2 separate regions of the Anas platyrhynchos genome follow, and region 1 is linked to region 2. The links are chromatin contacts, called in public Hi-C maps. All regions are on one chromosome and are shown on one strand. Each heading gives the region's core, a stretch centred on a gene start, on an enhancer-like site or on the middle of the called end of the contact. The rest is flanking DNA. Distances are from core to core; before and after follow the strand shown. Region 1 overlaps LOC101797326 (charged multivesicular body protein 3). Region 2 overlaps REEP1 (receptor accessory protein 1).

The links. A called contact is a pair of places that touch in the nucleus more often than the background predicts.
Region 1: a contact with region 2 is called in a Hi-C map of subcutaneous adipose tissue, with 1.9 times the contacts expected there. The contact joins two enhancer-like sites. A contact is called at or near these places in 2 of 8 Hi-C or Micro-C datasets (F1 follicle and subcutaneous adipose tissue).

What each region holds. Positions count from the first base shown.
Region 1 is chr4:73,886,862-73,893,601 of IASCAAS_PekinDuck_T2T, reverse strand. LOC101797326 (charged multivesicular body protein 3) reads left to right here. Exons shown (of 7, transcript XM_027455754.3): 5 at 239-360; 6 at 1,545-1,659; 7 at 2,624-3,180. The coding sequence ends at 2,757. It overlaps KDM3A (lysine demethylase 3A), which reads right to left. Exons shown (of 25, transcript XM_038178761.2): 25 at 5,852-6,600. The coding sequence ends at 6,520. Among named protein-coding and RNA genes, the nearest start is that of KDM3A, 32 kb to the right of the region's middle. Within about 2 kb of position 4,186, at least 4 of the 8 cell types and tissues checked have an H3K27ac peak or open chromatin away from gene starts, as enhancers often do. A contact at or near this core is called in subcutaneous adipose tissue, where this site is marked.
Region 2 is chr4:73,786,845-73,793,506 of IASCAAS_PekinDuck_T2T, reverse strand. It overlaps REEP1 (receptor accessory protein 1), which reads left to right. Exons shown (of 11, transcript XM_072037877.1): 9 at 490-638; 10 at 1,879-1,946; 11 at 2,027-5,111. The coding sequence ends at 2,069. It overlaps MRPL35 (mitochondrial ribosomal protein L35), which reads right to left. Exons shown (of 4, transcript XM_027455750.3): 3 at 6,309-6,453; 4 at 5,808-6,178. The coding sequence ends at 5,990. Among named protein-coding and RNA genes, the nearest start is that of MRPL35, 4.6 kb to the right of the region's middle. Within about 2 kb of position 1,381, at least 1 of the 8 cell types and tissues checked has an H3K27ac peak or open chromatin away from gene starts, as enhancers often do. A contact at or near this core is called in subcutaneous adipose tissue, where this site is marked.

The sequences.
Region 1 (6,740 bases), core at 2,937-5,436, 97 kb before region 2:
GTCCACCTGGGTGGAAATCTCTGCTGACAATCTGGCAACTCCAGCTAATTGTACGGGAGCTAGATGCTTGGTTTTTCAGATGTGTAAGGAGTTGAGCTTTTCCAGGAAGGTAGACAAGGATAAAACAGAAAGATATACGTTTAAAAATGCCTAAACTCAAGTTTCTATAACAGGATATGGTTTCTCTGCTTTTGGTGGTGCCTGGATTGTTCAAGCTTTTTCTGCCTCTCCTTCACAGCTGTCCTCAGAGTAGCAGGCTCATTGCAGAAGAGCACAGAAGTCATGAAGGCTATGCAGAACCTAGTAAAAATCCCTGAAATCCAAGCAACAATGAGAGAATTGTCCAAAGAGATGATGAAGGTAAGACCTGTAACGTAAATGAGAGACTTGGGTGAGCAAGAGGTGGCTGAGCAGCGTGCTGGAGCGCGGTGCACCTGCTTAGATAGTCTGAGGGAGGGTGTCTGGTGTAGCTCTAAGGAGCAGAAACGAAGTAGCACGTTACTGGCTGGGAACTTTGCAATAAGTTCCTGTCTGTGGGGAGAACCGTGACTTAGTGATACCCACAATGTGCTTGGTGCAAAGCTTACAGCAGAAAAAAGCTGCTGAAGTAGAAGGTGGAAGGAGGAAGGTTGTTCCCATACAGAGGAGTTGTGGTTGGTGGTCCCAAGGGCTTGGGGAACCAGGGCTTGAAGCAGGATTCACGCCCACACCCCAGTGACTGCCCTGAACCCTGAGCTGTTCGGAGGGAGAGCAAATTTCCTGCTCTCAAAGAGGGCAGCGTTCGTTACAGGACGCCCACCACAGCCCGTTGTAGAGTGGGAAAGTGAAAATCCCATCTGAGGCAAAACAGCCATCTTGATGCTGGTTTTAGAACACCTAGTGTGGTGTCTCCATCTGATGGAAGTGCTCTGATTTTATAGTGTACTCGTTTCTTATTGTGGTTATTTTCAACTGCCAAAATCTTGTTCTTTTCTCCTCTTACATGCTGCTCAAGATTGGTTGGGTGAAACCAGCTTGTTTCTTAACAATTTTATGACTGTGCACCAGAACAATCTGGCCATATATGGGCTGCAGGCCCTGCAGGGGGTGTTTTTAAATGCAGATAGAAAAAAGGAAAGTTTATGTGAGACCTAAGTTGTAAAACAGGCTGCAAAATGTATGCTTTGTGATGGAAGCATGTGAAATACAGCTGCATCTGCGACTGCAGACGTGTAGTAACCGGGGTTGTAGATATGCAGAGATGCAACAGCAGTGAGTAAGAGCTGTGGGGTCTAAATGTGGGAACACACAGCTCATTTTCAGTTCTCTTACTGCTTTTCTTACGCACCAGCTGTACGGATGCAGGCTTAAACTGTAGGTGAGCGTGTTGGGCAGCCCTCGTGCAACAGAGCAGCCTTGTTCAGGAAAGCTCGAGCAGCAGACGAGCAGCACGCCTGTGGCAGTTGTTAAATGCCTGGGGTAGGCACAACCTGATGCTGACAGGGGGACCTGTCCTCTCTGCTGCTTCCGAGGCCATCACGTGCTGCCCTTTTGTTTCCTGGCAGGCTGGCATTATCGAGGAAATGCTAGAGGACACCTTTGAAAGCATGGAGGATGAGGACGAAATGGAGGAGGAAGCAGAGATGGAGATCGACAAAATCCTTTTCGAAATTACAGCGGGTGAGTCTGCGTGTGTTTGCGGAGCGAGGAGCCTTCCTCCTGCTCTGTTAACTACGAAGGTGCTACGCTTTAAACTTCCATCTGTCCTGGCTTAACAACTGTGGCCTCCCAGAGGTGCCTTTACCTTCCCTAAAAGCGAAGGAGTGCCTGACAGACTGGTTTCAGGGAAGGCGGGTGGTGCAGCCAGCGAGGTTCAGCGAAGCATGAACGATAAAGCAGCAGCTGAAGTCCCTGCAGTTTATCATTTAGGCTTGACCAGATTCCTGTCTGCATTGGCTGCTTTTAACAAGGTAAAATGTGTGTGCCCGGGCAGATAGATACACTACTGTTAATGAAGCCAGGGAATCAACTTTGCTTCACTGCCTCAGTTCCTAGGCTGCCCTGGGATTCCTGGCTGTACAATGCCGTTCACGACTTGAGCAGCTGAATAATAACTAGGCAAACAAAAGCTCCTGCCTTACACCTCGTGAGGTGCTGAGCTGCTCTTTTAGCTGTTTGACTTGGGCGATGCTCAGACTGCTCTTTACCTGAGTTTCTTGTGAAAGGGGCTGGTGCTTGCAGTGCCAGAGCAGCGCTCAGCTCTGACACCTTGCCTGCCAAGTGCCCCCGCTCCTCACCTTGCGAGCTGCCGCTGGCACGCTGCCCTCTCTCGTTTCTCTTGCCCTGCTTTGTTTTGCTTTCTTGCCTCCTGTTCCTTGCTCGGAGAAGCTCCCTTCCTGCTGTGCTGCGGGCTGTCGCAGTGGGGCGGTGAGGAGAACGAGAAGCACAGAGCTGGAGCTCTTCTTAGCAGAGCACTGTCCTCAGGAGCCTGACGAGTACAACAGCGTCAGCAGCAGGGCCTGTAAACTCCAACTGTCTGGCTGAATTATTTCAAATAACTGACATAATTTCCATTACAAGCTGCTGGCTATTAAACAAAGACTTAACGCATGCTAAGGGGTCTTTTTATGTTGTTTGCTTGCAGGGGCCTTGGGTAAAGCACCCAGTAAAGTCACAGACGCTCTGCCGGAGCCCGAGGACTTGGGAGCGACGGCTGCTGTTGATGAGGAGGAGGACATCGAGGCCATGCAGTCCCGCCTGGCCACCCTGCGCAGCTAAGGAGGGAAGAGCCATGTACAGTTTGCCTTTTGTTTTGTGGCAGGATGCTCTATCCTGCCTTCCCGATGCAAAACTTAATACGTGAGGATACTTTGTGTAATATATATATTTTTTTTCTGTCCTGGGGACTGTATTCTCCAAGAAACTCCTGTAATATACTTCTTGGGGACTGCAGGCTGGAGAGATGATTTTATTGTTTTCTGTTCAGCCTTTTATCACCTGTGAAAGGTTACAGTGAAATGGCAAGGGTGTTAAATTTTATGTATTTTTAGTTATGAAGTCTTGGATGATATTCTTAGCTTCAAGTATCATCTTTCCCTGAAAGGCACTTTGGCTTAGTCTGCTACCAAAAACCCTTCAGTGGTGTAAGATCCGTGTTTTTCTGACTCACTACAACTTTTATTAAAGCTGCTCTTAAACTGATGCACAGGAGCAACTGGTAGTTTTCATGGCTTCAGGCTGCTTTCACAAAACAGGTCCACCTTGAACAACTCCCCCTTGGTTTTACAAGACCCAATGCATTGAGGATGTCACAACACAGGTAAAGGAAAGCTAAGTCTTTAAAAATAAGACTTAAATACATGTTTTCTTCCAGTGCTGGTCAGGCATTGTATGTGCACAGGGGGAGTCCTGTTTCATGGAACAGTATCAGCGTGTCAGGCTGATCGTAGCTGCTTAAAGAAGTGTATTTCTCACTCTAAGCTACATGTAAAGATGCAGCACTCCTAAGAGGCAGATGGCAGCCTTGGCACCAGGTTGGTAACAGGAGGAGAGAATCCACGCTGGCACAGGCCTGGCTTTCTTCTCCCTCTGCCCTCTGAAGGTGGAGGAGGGCATTGGGATGGGTTAATGCCTCCAACTGGTGGTAGGTAGTCAAAGAGGAAGGTGCAGAGTGCCTGGGCTGGGCACTATGACGGGAAAGTCAGTGAACTTCCCCTCCTCTTCCCTGGACAGAAGGCTCTGCTCATCTGCCAATCCCGTAACTGATCAGGGCAGTTTTACAGCCAGTAGCCAGGCTGTAATAATTCATCTGGCACTGAAGTGAAAGGGGAGCTGCCTTCAGCTTAGCCCTGTCAGGTGCTGCTGCGTCATTGTCCCCACAACCACAGTGTGGTGGCAGCTGCTGTTTAAGTAGCACATTGTTAGGGCCTTAAGAGGCCAAAACACAAGGAGAGGTCTCTCCTTCCCAAGAAAGACTTCAGGCAATGTGATTTCAGGCATCGTGACTCACCGCAGGCAGAGTGTGAGCAACTCGCCCCTTTGTTCATCTCTCACCTAAGAGGCTTGTGATACTCCTGTGGTGCTGACAAAGGAAGCAGTTGCTAAGACTCGCCACCAGAAAAGCCTGTAATGGTATTCCAACAGCAAGAGCAGAGGAGCAGATAAGGTACGCAAACAGAAACCTGGATGCTGCCCAACAACATCCAGTTTCAGCCATAAAAGCAAGGAGGCACCAAGCACCCTTCCCTGTCATGCCAGAGAACAGGAAAAGGTCCCGGAGCAGTCAGTGTAACCTTAATGTTTGGAGTACCAAGCTCAAGGGTTCCCTCTTCACTGCAAACCTACCAAGAGCTGGACCAGGACACTTTGTTTCCCCTGCTCTTAGCACTGCAGCCAGGACAGATCCCAAAGGAAGAAAAATCACTCAGAGAGGCAGTGGGATGCAGCAGTTGAGAGCTGGGATAAAAACAGATTGTGTAACAAGGTTCAAACTCCAACTCCCAACAATGTGTCTCTTCATACATCCGTGCACATTTGCATGCATCAAGTCAGCATGACTCATGGCACTCGCTGGGTGGTGAGGTACCTGGCTGCCAGCTCCCCACACATGCTCTAACCAGGATCCAAGAGAAGCAATTAACTGCTTTGTTTCATTTACTTTAAACTTGCTACTGCAAGAAAACATTCATCTGAAACACTGCCTTGCCTCGAAGGATATGTAACTAGCTCAAAGTGCCAAATCAGCCTTGTTTTTCCTTCAGGAGCTGGCTCAGGCAACTGGAACAGGCCAGGCTGTTTATTATCAAATAGAGATGGCAGCAAGGGAAGAGGGAGGGACATTCTCACTGAACACAGCAGAGACAGGGAGTAGCTCTGCTGAATTTAAGCTAGCAGCAGCAGCTCAGTGAACTGGAACATTTCCCTGCCCCAGGAGTAGCAGAGCACTGGTGCTGACTCACAACTACCTGAAGTCCTCACCCAGCATTAGGGATCCTCTCCTGTCTTTTTGAATGCCTCTTCTTAAAAAAACAACCTAGCAGCCAGATCAACTGGCTACCCCAGCTCTAAGTGGTCACAAAGAACTCCACCTAGAGGCAATAAACACAGGATCAAGTTAATTATGTCTTCGTTTTGCATCTTTAATTCTGGATACCTCCTTCTGCCTCAATTTTGAGGCAAAGGAAGTAAGCGTGCCTATTCCCAGCAGACAAACCTTATCAGTCCACCATCTGCTAAGTTGATTAAGAGCCTTACTCCCTGCAAGAAATACAGCCTCAGGTACAGTTCCACTACTGAGGAACATGTAAGGAAGTTTCTCTCAAAACAAAAAAAACTGGCACAAAGACAGAATAGTTAATGCTGATCAACAGTAGCAGGTGAGTGTTGTGGGGAGGGGAATATCCAGTGTGTCACCATGTAACAGGGTTCCCCTCCCTCCTGTCTCATCCCAGCAGCTGTCCTGTGCAGTTCAGTGCTGAAAAGGGCACTGAGGAACACAAAAGTTGATTTTATTTCAGCTTGTTAGATGACAGATGCACTTCCCCTCTGCTTGTTTTTACAATTTGATTTTCTTTTTTTCAGTCTAAGTAATTTTAGAGCAACGTGCTTTTTTAAGACTGAGTCTGCAAAACTCACTTGATATAAACCATTGTACCAGTATTGGTTGAGAAACAGAAATCAAGCTAAACCATGTTTCGGTTAACCAAGAAAGCTATAAACAGAGCTATCGCTAAATTAAATACCATAAGCTTTCAGATAGTTAAAAAAAAAGTATGAACAGTATGATACACAATTTGCTTCTGCATTTCAAAGCACTGCACGAAATTAATTACATTTTCAAGAGTCAACTGAAGAAGCTGGGCAAGGAGCAATATCCGAAATAGAAGAATTTTATGTAGACCATTCAGTGTTAAAAACCAGAGAATCAAACATAAGTTCAAATTAAAGATCAGTTTCAAACAGAAGACATTTGATTAAAAGTTTCTTTTAACATTTAGAAATTTAAATACATTTACCTAAAGATGGTTAATCCCCACCTCTATGTTACTATACAATAGCTTAAAGCTACTTTTAAATGCTAGTTCTATGTTAATGTGAAATTACAGAACTGCATTCTTAGTTTATTTTTATGTAAATCGGTTATTAAATTGGTGACTCCATACTTCCTCCCACCCTAAAATAAATTTTTAAAAATTGGAGCTTTACAAGTCTCGGGTAATATTTTTCAAATGAGTAATTTGGAATAGTTTCCGACAGTTCTATAGGAGGTATTTTGTACAGTTTGGAGAGCAACTCCATATAAAGTTCTATTGCAACTGAGCATTCACAGTATGCCACAGTCCATACATATTACTACATATACATATCAGGTTTGTAAACATTGGAAGAATACACAGAACATAGTACCACGATCCTCTGGTACTGCTGAAAGGAAGATGAGGTAACATTCAGATAATCTCAAAGTCCACAGAGGTCCTGACTGAGTAGTTAAAACAGCTGCCAGCGCTTCTGTTTCATAGTGTGTGGTTAAGGCTTTCTAGTTTATGGTCTGCTAAGGCTGGATTCGTTCGCTCTCAGTATCCCAACTGCATCTTTAACTGCGTGGTATATGACATTCTTCACCTAGGAGGAAAAAAAGAGACATTTAAAGTTAAACAGCATGGTTTGGAGCAGTTTGGAAGACACTGACACACAGAAGACACCTGCAGAGCTTCCCCAACTTCTCTGCACCCCACGTGGCTCTCCTTTCAGGACAAACAGGC
Region 2 (6,662 bases), core at 132-2,631:
GCTGTAGGCTGGAGCTCTCCCAGCTTGCAGCCAGGTGTTGCTGCTGCACTTTGTGCACCCCAGGAAGCTCTCCCCAGGCTGTGCCCCAGCACTCCCTTGGTGTCTTCAGAGGATGCTCCTAAAAAACAGGACATGTAGGAACGGTGGATGAATCAGCAATTCAAGAAATCAGTTATTCCACTTATCCCTGAGCCAAACAAACTAATTTCTTTCTAGAGTCAACCTCCAGAAAACCAGACCGTGAATTTAGTCTAAATTCCACATAAATAATCCAGGTAGAGCTTGTCATGTCTTTGCAAACGAGGTCCTTTTGATTTCTAACCCCTCAACTGCTGTTACTGAGTGTGCAGTGTGACCCTCTGACCATTAATCCCGGGAGGTGCATGGCCTTGCAGTGAGCTGGGGTTTGGCGGGGCGCGACTCGAACCATGGCTCATCTTCCTCCTGCTTTGTCTCCACGTTTAGCCCGTAACCGGCCACGTTAAGTAGATGTGAAGGATAAATACGATAAATACGAGCAGCCCCGGCAGGCAAACTGTGAAACGCAAGGCTCTGTGTTCTCAGATGATGAGGACAACGCTTTGTTGGATTGCGCATCCACCAACAAAAGGCCCAAAAGGAAGGATCAGCCCCTTGAGGTACTTCTGCTGTCGAGGTTCCTCCTTCTGTGATGTTCTTTGGCTAGCTGAATGAACTCCTTTCTTTGGTCTAAAAGCAGAGTCCAAAAGCAAATAACCTGCCCGGGCTTTCAGGGGTGAGTCTTGCTCAGTTTCCTGCACGTGTGGGTATCAACCCCTTGTTTTTCCTATCTGGAGAGGAATTGCTCTTTTCATCCCTGAGACAAGGTTCTCGGGGGGAGAACTGCTGGCACCCACAGCCAGGGAGCTCCCAGCTCAGAGCCCGGCCCCTCTTGCTTGAGTGCGCACCCAGCCAACCCCACCAAAAGCAGCGATTTTGGGATTTCAACAGCTTTTGAATCAGGCCTGGGATTAACAAATATGGTTTGTTAACGCCCTGGGCATGGAGCCGAGGCCTGCAGCCCTGCTGTAGCGCTGGGATTTGAGCCAGGAGATCTCACCGTGGGGAAGGGGAATCTGGTTCCCTCTCCCCATCTCCTCCTGGTGGGATGGAGAATCACAGGCTCAGGGGATCGCTTAGGACTTTAGGACTGATTTAGGATATTTACTGGGCAGCTGATGGCTGCTTTGCTGTAAGAGTGGGCTGGCTTCCCAAAGAAGCCCTCTGCCAAGCTGCAGGAGCTATCGCAGGGCTCCTGGTTTACAGACGGACACCGAGGCAGCAGCTCAGAGCCCGGGTGGATCTCTGTCTGTGGCAGGATCCCTGATGCAGGGGTAAAAATTCAGAGCAGCTGTGCTCCTCTGCAGCAGCTGGTAAGCATTTACTCTGTGATTCTGACAAGAGCCAGGGCCAAGCTGAAGCTTTTCAGAGGGAATAATGCACCGCAGACATCATTTGTTGTTGTTTGCTTACTTGTCTACGCTTGGAAACACCACAGCGGGCTTCCTAGCACCGCTTTGCTCTCTGGATCCAGAGGCTGCAGGAATTTGCACCAATTTCCCCGGGCTGCTTTGACCATCGTGGGATTAGGGCTCTTCAGCCATGCCTTAAACCAGAGGGGCAGGTGTTGGTTTGGCTTGGTTAAGGGCTGCAAAGGTTTTTGGAAAGGTCCTCAAGAAAAAAAGTCCTCAGCTGGTGCTTCGTTAATGAGCTGCAAGGCCCAGAGATACTTCTCTCTTCCTTCATGCCTGAAACAGGATCGTTACCGCAGAGGTGCCACACAGACGGGTGAGTTTTAAGGCAAGAAACCAACATTTCCTCACACACCGATGATATTTTCTCTCTGTTTTGCCTCTGCAGGCACCGCCTAGGACCCTCAGACCTCGCTTCAGGAAGAAAAGTACCTCGTCCTCTGCCACCGAAACAATGTGAGTGCAACGAGCCAATCGCACCCAGATCCACAGAATGTCTCTCTTCTGCCTTAACGAGCTCCTCGATAACCCTGTAGGAAACAGCAGCGGGATGGATGTGCTCGACGTGCGGCGCTGTAGACACGGCCTTTCTCTCTCTCCACTCTCTGTACCCCGTCCCATGCTCCTCGCGCTGTCGGTGGCACGGTCAGGGCGGTCTGACGGAGCCCTGCAGATTCAGAGCCCTCTTTTTGTTTGCAGAGCGTCCCCTTCCTCGTGCTAGTCCCGTCGGGCCGTGCATTTACAGTTCTCGTGTGTGTCCGCGTGGCTCTGGCTCTGTGGAAGGCAAAAACACTCAGCTGCTCACGATGCTACACGGACAGCGCGTTGATTTGTGGCTTTACCATTAAGGAAGGGGGCTTGGGGAAGCCACGGATTTCTCTTCCCTCCCCTTCCTCCTCAAGGCAGTGGTGGTGGAACAAATATTTTGGTATTCTGGCTGTTCAAAACGCCTTGTTAGGACTCGTTAGGGAAGGCCGAGCTGTGATGTCGATTCTCCTCCTGCAAGGATTCTCTTCCTTTGAGCCAACCATCGTGCTAAAGAGCCAGAACTCAGAGAGGACGAGGAAGAGAGGTGCGAGGTGAATGCTTTCATCGAGGCGGTGAAAGGGGAGCCTGAATTTTGATCAGCCTGAGCCAGGAGAGCTTTGTGTGGAGAATTTCCTTCTGGAGCAGGGGGTTGGTGAGAGCCGCAGTGTGTTTGTGTCCATGTAGATGTGTAAAAGGAGGGGAAGACGTCCTAGGGTTTGTGTATTTGTGCTTGGTGTCTCTTGTAAGTGTTCCGCATGTGAATTCACACATCCGTTAAGCACGTGGCCCCTCGTGTTTGCTCTTGGCCCTAGACTAGCTGAAACCCTTCGCGTTACCCAGAACTGCCCTCACTGAGGGATCCCTGCGCAGCCTGCACCACGAGCAGGGCTACTTGGCTACTGCAGGGGCAGCCCAGGATGCCAACAGCCTGTTGGAAGGCAGCAGGCTCAGACAGAAAGCTGCAGTGGCCTTTGTTCTGCTGGATGCGCATCACGATCCTGGCTGTCCCTGCCTGAGGCAGCCCCAAACTTTCCCCCAGAGCTTCCCAGGTATGCGGGGATGAGTGAAATAGGCTGTGCGTGCACACAAATATTTTTCTGACCTGGCTGGGAAGTGGGAAAAGCAAGCAGGTGCTTCCTGAGTCTGCCACAACATTCGGCCCCATTGCCGGAGAATTTTATTTCCTTTACATGTGCTAATTAATCGTGGCTTGCAATGGGTGAGAAGGAAGAAGTCCTCGGAAAGTAAATTGTAAAAACCCCAGAGTCCTAAATAGCACTTACAGAAGAGTCAGTCCTTATAACATAGTCAGCAAATGCTTTGAGGAGCTCAGCTTGTGTGTTTTATTTTTAAGCAGCTTTGGAGTTTGTTTGATTTATTTTGGCAAGCGTTAAAAAGAAAGAAAAAAAACTGCCTGCGGTGTTAGCAGAAATAAAATCCTGTTGCAAGCAAGCTACGTTTCCCTGCTATGCAATAGGCTGCCATAAGATAAAAAGCTGACAAGTTTGCACTCAATTATGCCAAAAAAACCAACAAACCATAGAGCTACAACAGCATCTGACAAATTCTGTTCTCAGACACGCTGCGCTAACATTGAATCTCACTGAAAATATTAATCGTGTCTAATCTGCTGTTTTATTGTAAACTTGACTGTTTAGATTCTCTTAAGTGCTGAGGTGAAATCGTTGACAAGGGAGTTGCCTTATATCTCTCAAAACATTCACTGTATAAAGGAGAAAAATAAACCTTTTCGTATGTCTGGCAAAAAAATAATAATAATAATGTATTAAATTATCAACTGAGCTGTATATTTGTGTATAGATAGACAAACGTGAATGCCTCACCACGTCCACGTAGTGCCCTAGTGTTCTGTCCACAGACCAGCCGTGTGCTTTTGGTTTCTCCTCCTCCCCATGCAGGCTGTTTACAGGTTTTACAGGTGTTGCCCCAGGTCTGTCCTTTCACCCTTTGGCTGTTTATTTCGAATAAACGCCAGCCATGAAGTCCTTTCTCCAGCTTTGCTTCAGAGCCTGATTCAGTGAGCAGCCTGCCTGCACTGCTGCTGACCCCTCGTGGCAAGGAGTTTGTAGGTGAGCAAATAAATGCAGGCCCTAGGAAAGGCAGCCTCTAGAGCTCCCAGCCTTCAGCCAGCACAAGGCTCAAGCGTAAGGTGCAGTATTTTAAGTAAAAATGAGGCTGAAGAGAAACTGTATCTGGTCCGTGGTAAACGGGGCTGTGAATTACTTCACCAATTTACCATAAATTCACCTCAGCTCTGAGGACGTCAGGCTCAGGGCAGCCCGGTCCCATCCTCTGTGCCTGTTCTTGTCACAGCAGGCAGTGTCAGCGCAGTTTGTGCTTGCCAACTGCTGAATCAGGATCACATCAGCCAGAGGGACTTCATTTTATCACTGTAACCACAGAACAATCCCCCACCAATTAAATTGTGTAGGTGCAAACCCAGCACGGAAGGAAAACCAGGTTATTTACTGCTAGTGAGAGGGAGAAAGCTGCTGGAAATACAGCGCTCCTCAGCCTGGTGTAAACAACCTGCTGCCTCCGCCTGCGCCCTGAACGCCGTGTTCCCACCTAACGAAGCCCCTGCACTCGTGACAGAGCGCTCGTTAATCACAGTCCCCTTCCTGCTGGTTGTTTGGGGTACCTGTTCTGCATCTGGCATCGTACTTGAAGCAGAGAACGCGGTGTCAGGATTTGTGTTTATCCAAACTGAGTAGGGATCGTCGCCGTGTACTCAATGCGATTGCTTTGCTGCGAGCAGCAGAAGAGCCCTGTGCTGAAGCCTCCCAAGTGCGGCCGTCACGACTCCAGAGGCTGACGTTTCACTGGTTTTGTCACACCGCTCGATACACATCTTGAGTAAAGTCTTAATCTTTTCTTTCAGGAAAACAACGACGATGACATCCTTAGTCTGTTCAATGTATCTGGCAGGCCAGAATCATTATTTGACTGCTGTATTATTTTTATCTCAATTCTGGCTGACTGTATATAGATGTACTCACTAAGTGCTGCATGTCCTTCGGAACTTTTCTGTATGATGAACTGGAAAAAAAAATACAGCTACTGAACACTCTGCGTAACCTGTGAGTTCTTTGAAACGCCACAGCCTCGGGTAGGCAACCATCTCCTGCCATGCCGGTGGCACTGGAGCTGACAAACAGGGAGTACCTAATTAATAAGGGGTTAATCATTAGGAAACATTTTGAAGCTACTGCATTTCACATGCTTGCTAAGTTACCAGTGGTGGTCTTCCGTACACACAGGTGAGCAGATGTGCAGTGCGTGAAAAACAAGGAAAGACTCAGAGCTGACTGCTTGCGGATGTAGATTAGGACCCAATGAAGCCATTGCACTGCTCAAAAACCAACATAAAATATAAAATTCCAGTCCCACGGTGGAGCTCTGCCATGAAATTTGGCTAATATGTTTTTAATTGGTTAGCAAAACCACAAGTAACCATTTCCTATGCTAACATGGAGACATGGCAACAGTGTCTGTGGTACCATAACAGGCAGCAACACCGAAACAAAATCCCACTCTTCTCTCCTTGGTAGCAAGCTACCAACAAGCAGGGACATCAAATACCTTGAGATTAAACATGTTTCTTTAAAAAAAATAAGTGTTTTGAGTTATCTGCTACCTTTTATTTTAGACTGTATTCATCCACATACATGATCTTACACACAACCACAGGAAACAAACAGATTTCAGAACACTTAGGTGACAAGCTTGGCTCTCACCCTCTGGAAGTAAAATACAAATCAATCCTCGTTTTAGTCTTGAATATTCCTTTATTTTGGGCCCCGATACCCACAATTCTGACCATAAATAAACATGCATATGTTTATTTATAAAAGTAACATATTAGATTTATGATCTAAAATTCAGATACAGGGGCCATACCATGCAAGACACCACCTCTTTCCTAGAAAGATGCAAAAAATAACAAATCTCTACACACGAAGATTTGTGCGATCATGGTACTTCTGGTAGGGATCATCAACGTACCAGTTTCTTCTTTTCCAGAAAGAAGTGGTCATTTTATCGAGGAGCTTACACTGCGTTCTGGTGCACAGCACCATCTCTCTCAGACGCTTCTTCTGGGCAGCAGACTTCTTCCACAATTTCTTCTTGTAGCCAGACTGTCAGAAGAAAACACACAAAAAATTAAGTCTCCCTATGCACCCTTCCATGCTAGTTACTAATGGAAACAAAAACAGCCCACTGTCTGTAAACACAAAGCTTGTCTGTCTTAAAAAAATAAACTCTTACCTTTCTCCTCACCCAAAGGCCATTATGCAGCCGGAGAAACCGGTCGATGACAGCTTTCACGGTTTTCCTCTTTCCCTTCCGTAAACTATAGTAAGTGACGGTCCTCATGGGCTGCTGAAGTATGGTTGGAAGCAGAGGTGTGACTCTAAAGGAAAAAAGAGGAGGAAATAGAACAGGAATGAAACAACGCTTTCATTAAGCCACTCACTGGATTTTTCACATAATGAGAAATCAGAAGTGCTCCGACTTGAGGATTAACAAAAATTCACGTCACGTTACAACACATCATTCAGCAAGCATACCTACCAATGCTAACTGCACTGCTGAGCTTCAACAGAAATAAATTAATCTTTC